Regions from separate parts of the Zea mays genome. Here region 2 is linked to region 1. A link is a contact called in public Hi-C data. All regions are on one chromosome and are shown on one strand. The core of a region is the stretch at or near the end of the contact, and the rest is flanking DNA. Distances in the headings are between cores, read along the strand shown.

Region 1 (5,782 bases), core at 1,579-4,078:
ACTGACTTTCCCCATCTAGATTTTGCTTCTGTAGTTTCTGCCAGAGTACCAGCAACTAGAGGACCCTTTATATCCTTGGGGATAGTAATAATTGAGGCTGATGCTTTAAGCCGAGCCAGCTCTTCCTCATCCTGTTGAGTAATGGCTTGTTCTTGCTTCTCCACCAAGACCTGCCTTACTTTAGGAGCTATGAAATCATTGCCCCTGTAGAAGACAATGAACTCCTTGTTCCTTGACAAGAGCACTCCTCCTGTCAATTTCTGCAAGTGTTTTGTTACACAGACTCAAAACACTCAGCAAGTATGATATGCAGCGAGCAAGAATTCAATGACCAACCAAAGCAGTTAATAATCATTCAGAAGAACCAATCTAAAGATACACAACAAAAGATCTATCAATGGATGATCTACAGCACCCATTGCAAAATTGTGCCTTGTTGCATCCTCAACAACCAGACTTTCACGGCTAAACATATAATAAGCAGACAAATCCCAGGAGGTAATGTGAAGAACATTGTATCACCCGAAGATATAGAGCAAGAGAAGAATAGATACATACAAAGCAAACTTATATGAATTAAGCAAGCTAACCTCATATTCTAGATTGGGTCTAGACGTATGGTTATCAGATTCCACAGACTTAACCATAAGTGTGAGGGTGAGCTAACAGATAAATGTAACATATACAGGAATTTTGTATAGCTTTACCTTGATTTCTTCTGCCATTCTGTCATTGCATGTGTTTGGAATCCCTCTCTTGATGGCAATCTTTGCAATAGCACTTTTCTCCCATAATTTAACCATAGCAGCAGCTAAGCCTTGGTGTTCTCTGTTTCTCCCTGTCCACCGACAAGTACATTGACAACGGGTTGAAATGAATTGAAGATTGAGTAGTAATTAATCAAAGCATGCAATCTAGATACAAACTCCAATACCTAGAGCGAAATGAGGAGCAGTTTGCCTTGCAAGTCTACGCAGAGTTGTCATTTCCTTATCTCTAAGAGTGCTTTTAATCTTGTAGGGAAGTACTCTAAATGGTGGTTTGTAGCCATGTACTACACCAGGAAGCAAGTCGGCATCAACAGGGATAGGGCCACGACCAGACCAATCCTTGTACCGTGGTCCCAATTGATCCAAGAAGTTATCAATATCAAATGTTTCAGAGGACTCCAGAGAAAAATTGCCAGTAGACGTTAAACTCTTCATGCCATCTGCTCTTGAGGCCTGTAAGTTGTGACCATCATGGCTCAATACAGCACTATTAGCATCGCTAACTCCCTTACCCGAATCAATTTCTATAAATTTAGCATATGACTGCACACATTGAAAGTTGTAATTCATTCCCCTATACAACACAACTGATCTCCCTGACCTCCATATAACAACTCCCCCAGTCCTGTCCTGCATGACAAAAGCAAGATCAAGATCACAAATTCTAACCATTTTTCATTGGATTGAAAAACAACAGATAAAAATGAACCATAAAATTATACACCTCTAGTAAATCATGAGTTCTCTTCATGTTCAGGCTTGGAGGGCCTTCAAACCTCATCTTGACCACCTCATCCACCTTCCATTTCCTGTGGATGCTCTCCACTATGTCTTGAGTAACACCCCCTGGCCCAACCTTTATCCTCTCCTTCATCCTCAACGCCGTGTCCCTAAGCCTCCGCAGTTCAGGCTCTGGAATAGACCTCTCGGCCAGCTCCGTGTTGCTGCGCCTCACCGCCCTGCCACCGCTGAATGCCTCATCATCTTCCTCCTCCCTTTCCCATGGCAGGAGTGCAGGGCCCAATTTCTGGACAAAATCTTCTGCATTAGACAACTCAACCGTGGCATTCGGGTCACTTTCCTCCATCGAATTCCTCAATGTTTTAACTATGGTGTTTACACTGCTCTGCATCATACTCCTATCGAACCTGCTACCATAAGCATCTTTGTCCACTGACAAATCCACTCCATATGAAGAATTCATAGTTGGTGTGGCATAATCATCATAAAATTCATCTTCTAAACCCCCAGTAAGAAGCTCCTCACCATTATCCGTCTCTTCCTTATCCTCATCCACCAAGCCCAGTTCATCATCAGAAGCATCACGAATGTCCAACCTTTCCTCCTCTTCGGCCACCGGACCGGAAACCCCCCTATCATTGGTCGATTCCTCCCTGTGAATCCATGGCGCAGAGAATGGGTGGCTCCCAAGCAGATAGCTCGGCCGAAAATGCGATCCATCGTCCTGCTCCCGTGCCGCTTGGTCCGGTACTGCGGTGGTGTCGCACGCCCCTTCCTCTACTCGAACTCCTTCGTCATCGGAGGAGCCGCCAGCAAAGTAGTCCACGATGGAGCGCAACGTTGCGCTTGAGCCTCCACCACTGCGTTTTTGATCGCCCGCATCACCACTTCCTCGGCCAGCCCGGTGCGGCAGCGAAGGCGGCAAAGGCGACTGCTGCTGAGGTTGTTCCCAGGGGACCGAGGCACGCTGGGAAGGTGCCCGGGCGGACCAGCGGCGGAGGGCCTGTTCCTCAAAACTCGGCTTGAGGGGCCTGCTCTTATTCTTGCTCTTCCTTCCAACTGCGCCGTCCGACGCCACCGGCGAGGAGGTCGAGGGAGAAGACGTCGATGCGGGAGGACAGGTGGAGACGCTTGAGGTGGCGGTGGTAGTTCTAGTGCATCTGAGACAGGGTAGCCGTGCTGGTCGGGGAGCGGAGAGAAATGGAGGCGTCGTGGAGAGGGCGGGAGGTGGCAAGAGCAGCGCCATTGGAGGTGGGAGAGAAGGCTGGGGGCAGGTAGGAACTGACGAAGGCGAAGGGATATGGAGGGGCAGCCGGGCAGGGCTTTTGACGGGCCTTGGATTTTGGACCCTTATGTTGGACGTGGGCTGCCATTTAGGGCTGGGCAAAGTACTCGTGGCTCGTGAGCTCGCTCGACTCGTGGTCAGCTTGAATTGACTCGACTTGGCTTGTTTCAATTTTATCACGAGCTGAGCTAACTTCTCAGCTCAGTTCGTTAATGAGCCAGCTCGAATGAGCTAGCATTTATCTATAAAACAAAGTCTATACTTGTATTGGATGAATTAATAAGTGATGAACTATGTTAGTTTAGGGCTTAAATGATATGATATATAAAATTATGAGTATTGTTAGTCTTTTCTAGTGTTAAATTAGTATGAAATTAACTAGCAATTGATTATATTGTTGTATATATACATGTATACTATTTTTTGTTGTGGCTCGCGAGCTAAACGAGCCGAGCCGAGCTGGTTCTCTGGCTCGGTTGCTTAATGAGCCGAGCCGAGCCAGCTCGTTCTCTTAACGAGCTAGCTCGAGCTCGGTCGAGCCGAGCCGAGCTGGCTCGATATCCACCCCTACTACCATTGGATGATCTAAAAAATGGTAAGACTGAGAACGAGTCATTTTAATCTACCTCATCTATTTCTGAGGTTCTTTAAAAACATATTTATGGGATCGATTTCCTTCATTATATATACAGCACGTAAGATGGCAACGGATCGGATATTGGAAATATCCGCCCGCAGACATATCCACGGTCATAGATAATATCCGCTCGTGACTATATCCACGGGTAGAAATTCATATCCATATCCACCATCGGGTTTCGAATATCCATTGGATATCCATCGGATATGATAAAGAACCATTTTTAGCAATTGAATAACATAATTAATCAAATTTCTTCCCAATTCAACATCATACATAACTTAAAATTTAATAAAAAAATTAAACAAATATACATGTCCTTCAACAAGCAACATTCTCAACATGATAAAAATACATGTCTACATGTCTCAACATGAAAACAAATACATGACAATCAATATTGATCCGACCCAAGTGTAGTGTTGAGCACTTGAGCTAGCGCTATAGTAGCTATGTTTGAATTTTTTTAGTCAATGATAGTAGAATCATGTTCATCCTGGCAATAATGGACTAATGGTTAATTTCGGATATCCAACGGATTACCCGCGAGTGAGATTTAATATACAAATCCATGCCCACTTTATCTCGGATCGGATACGGGTCTAACCCGCGGGTCAAAAAACATATCCATATCCTTATCCATCGGGTCGGATATCCGACGGATATCCAAATCCACGGATTAAATTGCCATCCCTAGTCAACACGGATGTTGGTATCTCAATTATTAAAATTGTTTTTACATCTTAGTTTTTGCATATATAATGTCAGGTAAGCCACAAGAGTAAATTGAACTACCTTAATAGTTTAAATTGGACTACAATCCCATGATCGGAATTCGGAGGCGGCGATAACCACCCAATCCGCCTAGTGATCCTTCGCTACCTCAAAGTCGTCTAAGTGACAACAACCACCAAAAGTAACAACTAACAAGAATCACACAACTTAATACTGTCACTAGTGTGACTTGATGCAAGCTCTCAATACAAATCACTAGGATCACTCCCCAATCTTATTATAAATGTATCATTATCCCTAGATATGAGTGTGTTTTGGTATTTTGGATGACAACTGTAATGCCCAAAATTTGGAGGAATAAAATAATTCTCTGAGTTTTAGGGTTTATGTGATTTGTTTTATTATTTTTATGCATGTCAACAATAATGAGCTTAATTAAAGCAATTGATACTTAAATAAATAAAGCATTTGTAATGTTGCATATGATTTTCCTAAGATAGAAACATATAGTTTGGAGATTTGTTTTATTATTTTTGTAATTCTCTATGAGTATCGCTGTCAGTACTATAGTTTGGGGCGTGGGAGTGCAGGTTTAAGCACTCTAGCCGTCTAGCGGGGCCTCCACCGTAGGGAATGGCAGCACCGCCATATCCTTGTGGCGGGGGTGAGGAAGGACCTGTTTGGTTCTGTTTTTTCTGCGAAGCTTTTCTGAAAAGCTGGCTGTGAAGAAAAGCTGGCTGTGGGGAGAAGCTGGTGGTTAGAATCTGGGTGTTTGGATACGCAGATTATGAGATTGTAGATTCTGGTTAAAAAAGGAAATGAACTAATGAGCATGTAATTGGAAATTATCTCATGTGTTCTCCATTATAAATAGAGACCTATTAGTATTAATACACATATTAATACTTTCTTATGTGAACCCAAAACGTCTTAGAAGATGACCATATCACGAACACGCTCGACAGCATAATTGCAACCGGAAAAATCAATTGCCACAGTAGAAAATAAATGAAATATCAATTGCCACATGCAAACAAAAGCTACCCACATGCAAACAAAAGCTACGGACGGGCACAGTCGCAGGGGTACGGGCGAGGCTAGGAATCGAGTGGCTTCTGCCAGACGTGACCACCCACGCGCTTCTCAGTCCTTGTTATATTTCGGCTTTTGAGCGAAGCGCTTCGTCGAGAATCCCTGCGAGAATCTAAGCGTTTGGATGATAAAAGCTGCTTTTGGTCACCAGAATCGGCAAAAAGCCGAACCAAACACGGCCGAAGAACACCATGGCCCATTGATTCAATAGTATGTGATCCAGATTAAAAGCCAGATACTGATTCAAGTATTCATCCAAGTTGTTCATTTTATCTAGGGCGGTTGAGTTCAGATCCTAGTTATTTTAAATCATAGTCGTTGATTTCATAGCGAGAGGCTCAGATTAGATGAGCGTGTGGGGCGCAACGAGCCCTTGATCTCTAATCTAACGGTTCAGTGTGCGTACCGATTCGATCTCGGATAGAGATAATCGTAGCCATAGAATTATAATCCGACGGCTTAAAATGCTTCGTACCTTTTCACAGTGGTCTTTTTCATTTAGAGACCCTGTACATTTGC
Region 2 (5,885 bases), core at 802-3,301, 180 kb before region 1:
ACCGGATCTGGATTGGGTGCAACTCAGCTCTGCGCACTAAACTAATTGCAGCACTGCATGATAGTGCAGTTGGAGGGCACTCTGGAATTCAAGCAACATATCAGAGGGTAAAGAAGGTGTTCTGGTGGAAGGGTTTAAAAAATGATGTGACACAGTATGTGCAGCAATGTGCAATCTGTCAAAAGGCCAAGGCTGAGAGGGTGCACCCCGCAGGGCTGCTACAGCCTTTACCAGTTCCGCAAGGTATTTGGGAAGATGTGACTATGGATTTCATAGAAGGGTTACCAAAGTCTGAGGGGTTTGATACCATTCTGGTAGTGGTGGATAGATTCTCGAAATACAGTCATTTCCTTCCTCTAAAGCACCCCTTTACTGCTAAAGGAGTTGCCCAAGTATTTCTCGAGAATGTGGTGAAGTTGCATGGGGTTCCCAGATCTATAGTGTCTGACAGAGACAAGGTTTTCACCAGTGCCTTTTGGAAAAATCTATTCCAACTTATGGGAGTGAAGTTGCTGATGTCCACTGCATATCACCCTCAAACGGATGGTCAGAGTGAGCGAGTGAATCAGTGCTTGGAAATGTATCTCAGGTGTGCTGTACATGACCAACCTAACAAGTGGAAGAGCTGGCTCGCTTTAGCTGAGTACTGGTATAATACTACATATCATTCGGTGCTGGGATGTACGCCCTTCAAGGTGTTGTATGGCTATGAAGCACCATTGCTTGTTGCACCAAAAACGCTGGGCATGGAAGATAGGGAGATAGCTGACTGGTTTGCTGAAAGGAATGCATTTTCAGTCATGCTAAAGGAGCAGTTAGCACGAGCTCAGCTTCGCATGAAGCAGTATGCTGACAAGGGCAGAACTCCCAGGGAATTTCAAGTGGGCGATCTGGTTTTGCTGAAGTTACAACCTTATGCACAAAAGACTGTGGTGAACCGATCCTGTCCTAAATTGGCATTTAAGTACTTTGGTCCTTTCAAGGTGATATCAAGGATTGGGGAGGTGGCATACAAGCTCGAATTACCTGGGGATGCACAAGTACATCCGGTTTTTCATGTGTCACAACTGAAGCCATTCCTGCCCTGTTATTCTCCAGTTTTCTCAGAGCTACCTCCTGCGGTGGATTTGTCTCAAGGGGGTATGGAGCCAGAGCAGGTCCTTGATCGAAGGATGGTGAGAAAGGGCAATCGAGCTATTGTTCAAGTGCTGGTGAAATGGAGTGGGGTACCTAAGGAAGCTGCAACATGGGAGGATTATGCAGTGGCCAGGGCACGGTTTCCAGAGGCAAACGCTTGGGGACAAGCGTTATCTGAGGCCCGGGGAGATGTCATGACTGAAGACGCGGACTGAAGTGGATCTGCGGGAGATGGAGTGGCGCGAAGACTGGTGGACCGAGGTCAGTCGGCCAGGCATTTCTATTTCGTTGTTAATGGAGTCTGTAATGGAGTTGTGGGCTGTTAAGCCGTATTAGTGCCATCTTGGGCCGTAAATAATAGACCAGGGAGTTGTTGGTGTGCGTATAAATATTGTACTCGGTGCTTTGAGCCAGACAGGCAAAATCAGAAAGGAATCGAATCTGTTGAAACCACCCAACCACTTATCTCTGTTCTTCTCTGCTTGTCTTGCGTCTCACGTCGCGGTGGTCTCTACCGCTGGCCAAGGGTCGTGACACCCGAGCACGTGAGGCTTTGTCCCCGCGGCGCTGGTTGCGGCCTTCGCTCCTCCGGATCATGAGCGCTGACTGATTAATCTAGCCCGTATTCCGCACCGCGGCGGGGGAGGAGACGGGACGGGGACGGGGACGGGGACGCAGGGGAGGGGAGGAAAAGGAGGGAGTGGGGGAGGGGGATCTTTCTCCTCCTCGCTGCTCGTCCGGATAACGACGTCAGGAGGAGGGAGACGGAGAGGGTTGAAGTGGCGCCAGAAGAAACCGCCAAGTAGAAATGATATTTCTTGCCCCGCCCCGCAACCCTTTTCGTCGGATAAATAATGGTACTCGATCCGTAGTAAAATTGGATTAGCTTTTTAATACCTACTCCCGGTCCGGCGAGGCGACGACGAGGAATGAACAAGGGAGCGGCGAGCCAGGCCAAAGCGAAGCAAAGCTGCCGCTGCCGCTGCCGTCCACGCACTGCTCACCTTCTCCGACAGCGCCCCTCTTCCACTTCTTCCCCGTTCGCTGGCCACTCCTTTTCCCTCCCGCGCGTCGCCTCGTTTTCTTTTCCGTCGATGGACTTGTTGGGTTCACGGCCAAAATTTTTTCATGCCAAAAAATTGGTAAGTAAATATTGGATAAAAAAATTGTCTTCGATTTGGCAAGTTGAATATGAAAAATCTACAGGTTTTGATAGCGAACTAAATGGCAACCAAAATTATAGCTTAGTATATTTTAGAAGCCAAGCAAACAGGTCCGAAGTCAATCGGCCGGGGTGTTTTCTCTAGAGTTTACTGGTCCGAGAAAGGATGCCGCGGGTTTCATTTTTTTTCCGTTCTTTATTTGGAATTTTTTGACGATTGAAAAAAAAGCAAGAAGCAAATAAATCCGTGCCGTCTCGTGTGAGCATTCATGGCTTGCGAGAGCGGGTCTCTTTCGGCAGGGAATCTGGGTGAACCTATCCGTTCAGTGCTCATCAGGTTTGCTGACACGCTGTGCGAGACTGTGACGGTGCGGTGCGGACCCTGGAGTGAGCAGCGTGGAGGCAGGACGTCTGCACGGCGGTGGGGGCACGTGTCCCGTCGCTCATGCGGACACCTCACTCCCTCCCGCACCGAGTCATATGATGGTGCCGTTTGGTTCAGCTTCTGGCCGGATTCTGGCCGCCAGAAGCCGAAGCGGCTCTCAAACGCCTAAATTCTTGATCCGCTTTTGCGCGCCGCGCTTCGACGAGAAGCCAGACGCCTACGCGACGCCATAAGCCGACCTCACGCCGCGTCCGCAGAAAGCCGCTCACATTTGCCTAGGGTTCGCAACCCGCACGCTCTCGTCCCCGACGCAACTCGCCGCCGCCGCTCTCCTCCCCGTCACATCCCCCGCGCTCGTCCTTGGCCGAAAGCCGACCTCATTCGCGACGCCCGCGGCGCTCGTCCTATCCCCCATCGCATATCTCGCCGCCGCGCTCGTCGTCTTCGCAGGTAAGCACCTCTCATTCATGGCGACACTCTCTTCCGCGGAGTTCGTTTCGAAGGTTCCGTGACCCTTTCAGTTCTCTAGGGGTTTGACCGCGGATCGTCAAGCTGCGAGTCGTGCCAACAGCGCCTCTCGTCGTCTTCGCAGGTACTTTCCTCTCCTCCATCCCGCCCCTCTCACAATCTCCTCTGCCGACGCCGTCGTTTGGATATCTCTCGTCTCAACCTAGTACGGATCCGATTGTCCCCCATGTAAATTTGTTTGTTACCAACCGATTGTATCCTCCATCCCGCCCCGTCTCACAATCTCCTCTGCAGTGGTTACGTATCCCCCCTGTATTCAAGCCTAGATTTGTGTCTTTGTTAATTGAATCATACATTTGTATGTTAGCAGCCGAGGTAGTAATTAGTTTCACTTACTGGATTTAAGTACAATGTCCCCATGTCCAGTTTATTCACTACATATTTTTGTTTCGACCGACGTACTAACGATTTTGTTGTGTAATGTATACTTCAGATTTTCCCATCAACTCGGTCCTTCCTGTTCGGTTCCAAGATCCCCTGAAGGAAAGGTATTAGCAATATGTATTTGTTAGTTACAAAAGTTTGAGCATAGATGTGTTTTATCGCTCATTTTTTATCTGGGTTTATTTCAAAGTTTGTCTATGTCAGTACCTGAATGTTAGTTGGTACCACCTGAGTTTGTCCATGTTTCCACGCAATTCATGTCATAACATGGAAGTTAGTAGATAGTCCCCTTGTCTAGTACACTAACCAACTAAATCCCACATCAGATGGATTCAACAGACTCCATAGCCGACAAGGCAATTGGAAGGATGCAAGAGATTGCGGACAAGATATTTTCCGTAGCTCGTGAAACAATCCGTCCAGGACGCGGGTTGACCTCATTTGAGGCTACCAAATTACGTGTAGCATTGGAGGACATTGCTTGCATGCTTGAGCAAGACTCTCTGGTGTTGCAAGAGAATTTGGACAACGTGAACAACGTAAACAACCCTGGTGAAAGCAGCTACGAACCGTCAGCCTTGTCCTCACCACCCCCTGCTGACGAGTTCCTTAGTCCGGATTGGGACTTTGCTGAGCACTTCGAAAACTTCTGGGGTCTTGAATATGACTCCGACCAAATGCCATCGTTTAGTGACAATGAAGTTTAAGTTGGATAATGTTAGAGTCAGGTGTTAGTGTGACTGGGATAGATCAGGCTTTTGGTCCTTGCGACTTTCTAAACTGTTCCTTGTGCTTATGTGTTCAGCAGCACTTTTATTTCGTCAGTCCCTATATGTAATTATGGCAAACGAATGTGAGTGCTTATGGTACTACTTTTATTATGGTCAGTTTCCTGTTCTATTTGTTGTCGTAGTAACTGAACTTCAATACGTAATATGAATCGTGTACACTCTTTCGCACTAGATGGACAAGTCTGGCAAAGTGATTGCTAAGTGGGATAGTAGAGCAACAAAAATTTACACAGAAATATGTGTAGAAGAGGTCAATGCACGGAACATGCCACAACAATTCCTAAACACCGAAGGGTATGCTAACCTCATAAGAAAGTTTAAGGAACGCACTGGTCGCACTTACACAAGGGATCAAATGAAGAATAGGTGGGATTCGTTGAAGAGAATGTTCACCCAGTGGAAAACTCTTAATGAAAGGGCTACAGGTCTTGGTCGAGACCCTCATACTGGTTCAATCAGTGCGCCAGATGAGTGGTGGGCCAAGCAAAATGAAGTAAGTAGATCTTTTTTTGTAGACTAACAATAGTATTGGCCATCTCAAACTAGGAACTACCATGTTGGTGTAGGCAATGCCAGGTTGTATTATGTTCAAAATAGCCCCCCTAGAGAATGAGGACGAGCTAAAGGTTATGTTTGGACCCATTGTCTGCACAAATGAAAGAACCCTGGTTCCTGGCATCGAGGATGCTAATTCATCATCTGATGATCATTTTGAAGCCACTTTAGGTGGGGGTGAAAACAGCACACCTGACCCATGCACAAATCTGACTGGGAAGCGTAAGATGCGGCATGATTCTCCTAAACCAAAGAAGAAAAAAGATTCGAGGGAAGAGTACATGAAAAGACTAGTGGAGGCTTTTGAGTCGCGTTCAATGACCACTAACAAGTCCATTACCTCTGCTGACAATGACCCAGTTCGCGTTGAGGTAAAGGCGCAGTTGCAACAAGTTATCGATGATGGATCACCAGAAGGCAGCCAACTACATTTGTTTGCCACTCATCTATTGATTGAGAAAAAGTATAGAGATGTTTTTGCAACACTGCAGACAAAAGAAGGAAGGATCGCTTGGCTTCGCAATGCTTACGAGATAGATCTTAAAAAGTGCACTTAGATGCTGGTCGTCCGACAACAGAGGCTTATGTTTAGTACTATGGTTGTTTCAGTCTGTTTTATGAGTCTTGTCGTTTCATTGTTATGAGGATTGTCGTCTTAGAACATAAACTTGTCGTACGCTTCATTTTCCCTTTGAAACAATTTTCGAGATATTCGAGTTGAACTTGTATTTCAATAATCAGAGTTGTCAGCTTGTGAACAATGTGAATCTGTGAACTTTCTGTCTCCTTTCAAACATGAATATATGTGGCTTGTAAACTGTGGTTGTACATTACTATGAGACTTATAAACTGTGGTTACATATGAATATGTGTCTGTTGTTTGTGTGCATGCATATGTGTGACCCTGCTGCACACACATATGATAATGAAATGGATGACACAG

What was found. A called contact is a pair of places that touch in the nucleus more often than the background predicts.
Region 2: a Hi-C map of bundle sheath shows a contact between it and region 1, with 4 times the contacts expected there. The contact joins the promoter of LOC100383769 here to the promoter of LOC103632644 in region 1. A contact is called at or near these places in 10 of 25 Hi-C or Micro-C datasets (bundle sheath, ear, endosperm and 3 more) and 1 of 3 datasets of contacts at active chromatin or transcription factors (seedling).

What each region holds. Positions count from the first base shown.
Region 1 is chr7:102,779,361-102,785,142 of Zm-B73-REFERENCE-NAM-5.0, reverse strand. It overlaps LOC103632644 (CRM-domain containing factor CFM3, chloroplastic/mitochondrial), which reads right to left and starts at 2,828. Exons shown (of 9, transcript XM_008654395.2): 1 at 1,495-2,828; 2 at 935-1,400; 3 at 708-838; 4 at 1-260. The coding sequence starts at 2,757.
Region 2 is chr7:102,957,809-102,963,693 of Zm-B73-REFERENCE-NAM-5.0, reverse strand. It overlaps LOC100383769, which reads left to right and starts at 2,051. Exons shown (of 4, transcript NM_001176404.1): 1 at 2,051-3,134; 2 at 3,214-3,276; 3 at 3,646-3,700; 4 at 3,923-4,482. The coding sequence starts at 3,923. The coding sequence ends at 4,303. It overlaps LOC103643056, which reads right to left and starts at 2,863. Exons shown (of 3, transcript XM_035960999.1): 1 at 2,039-2,863.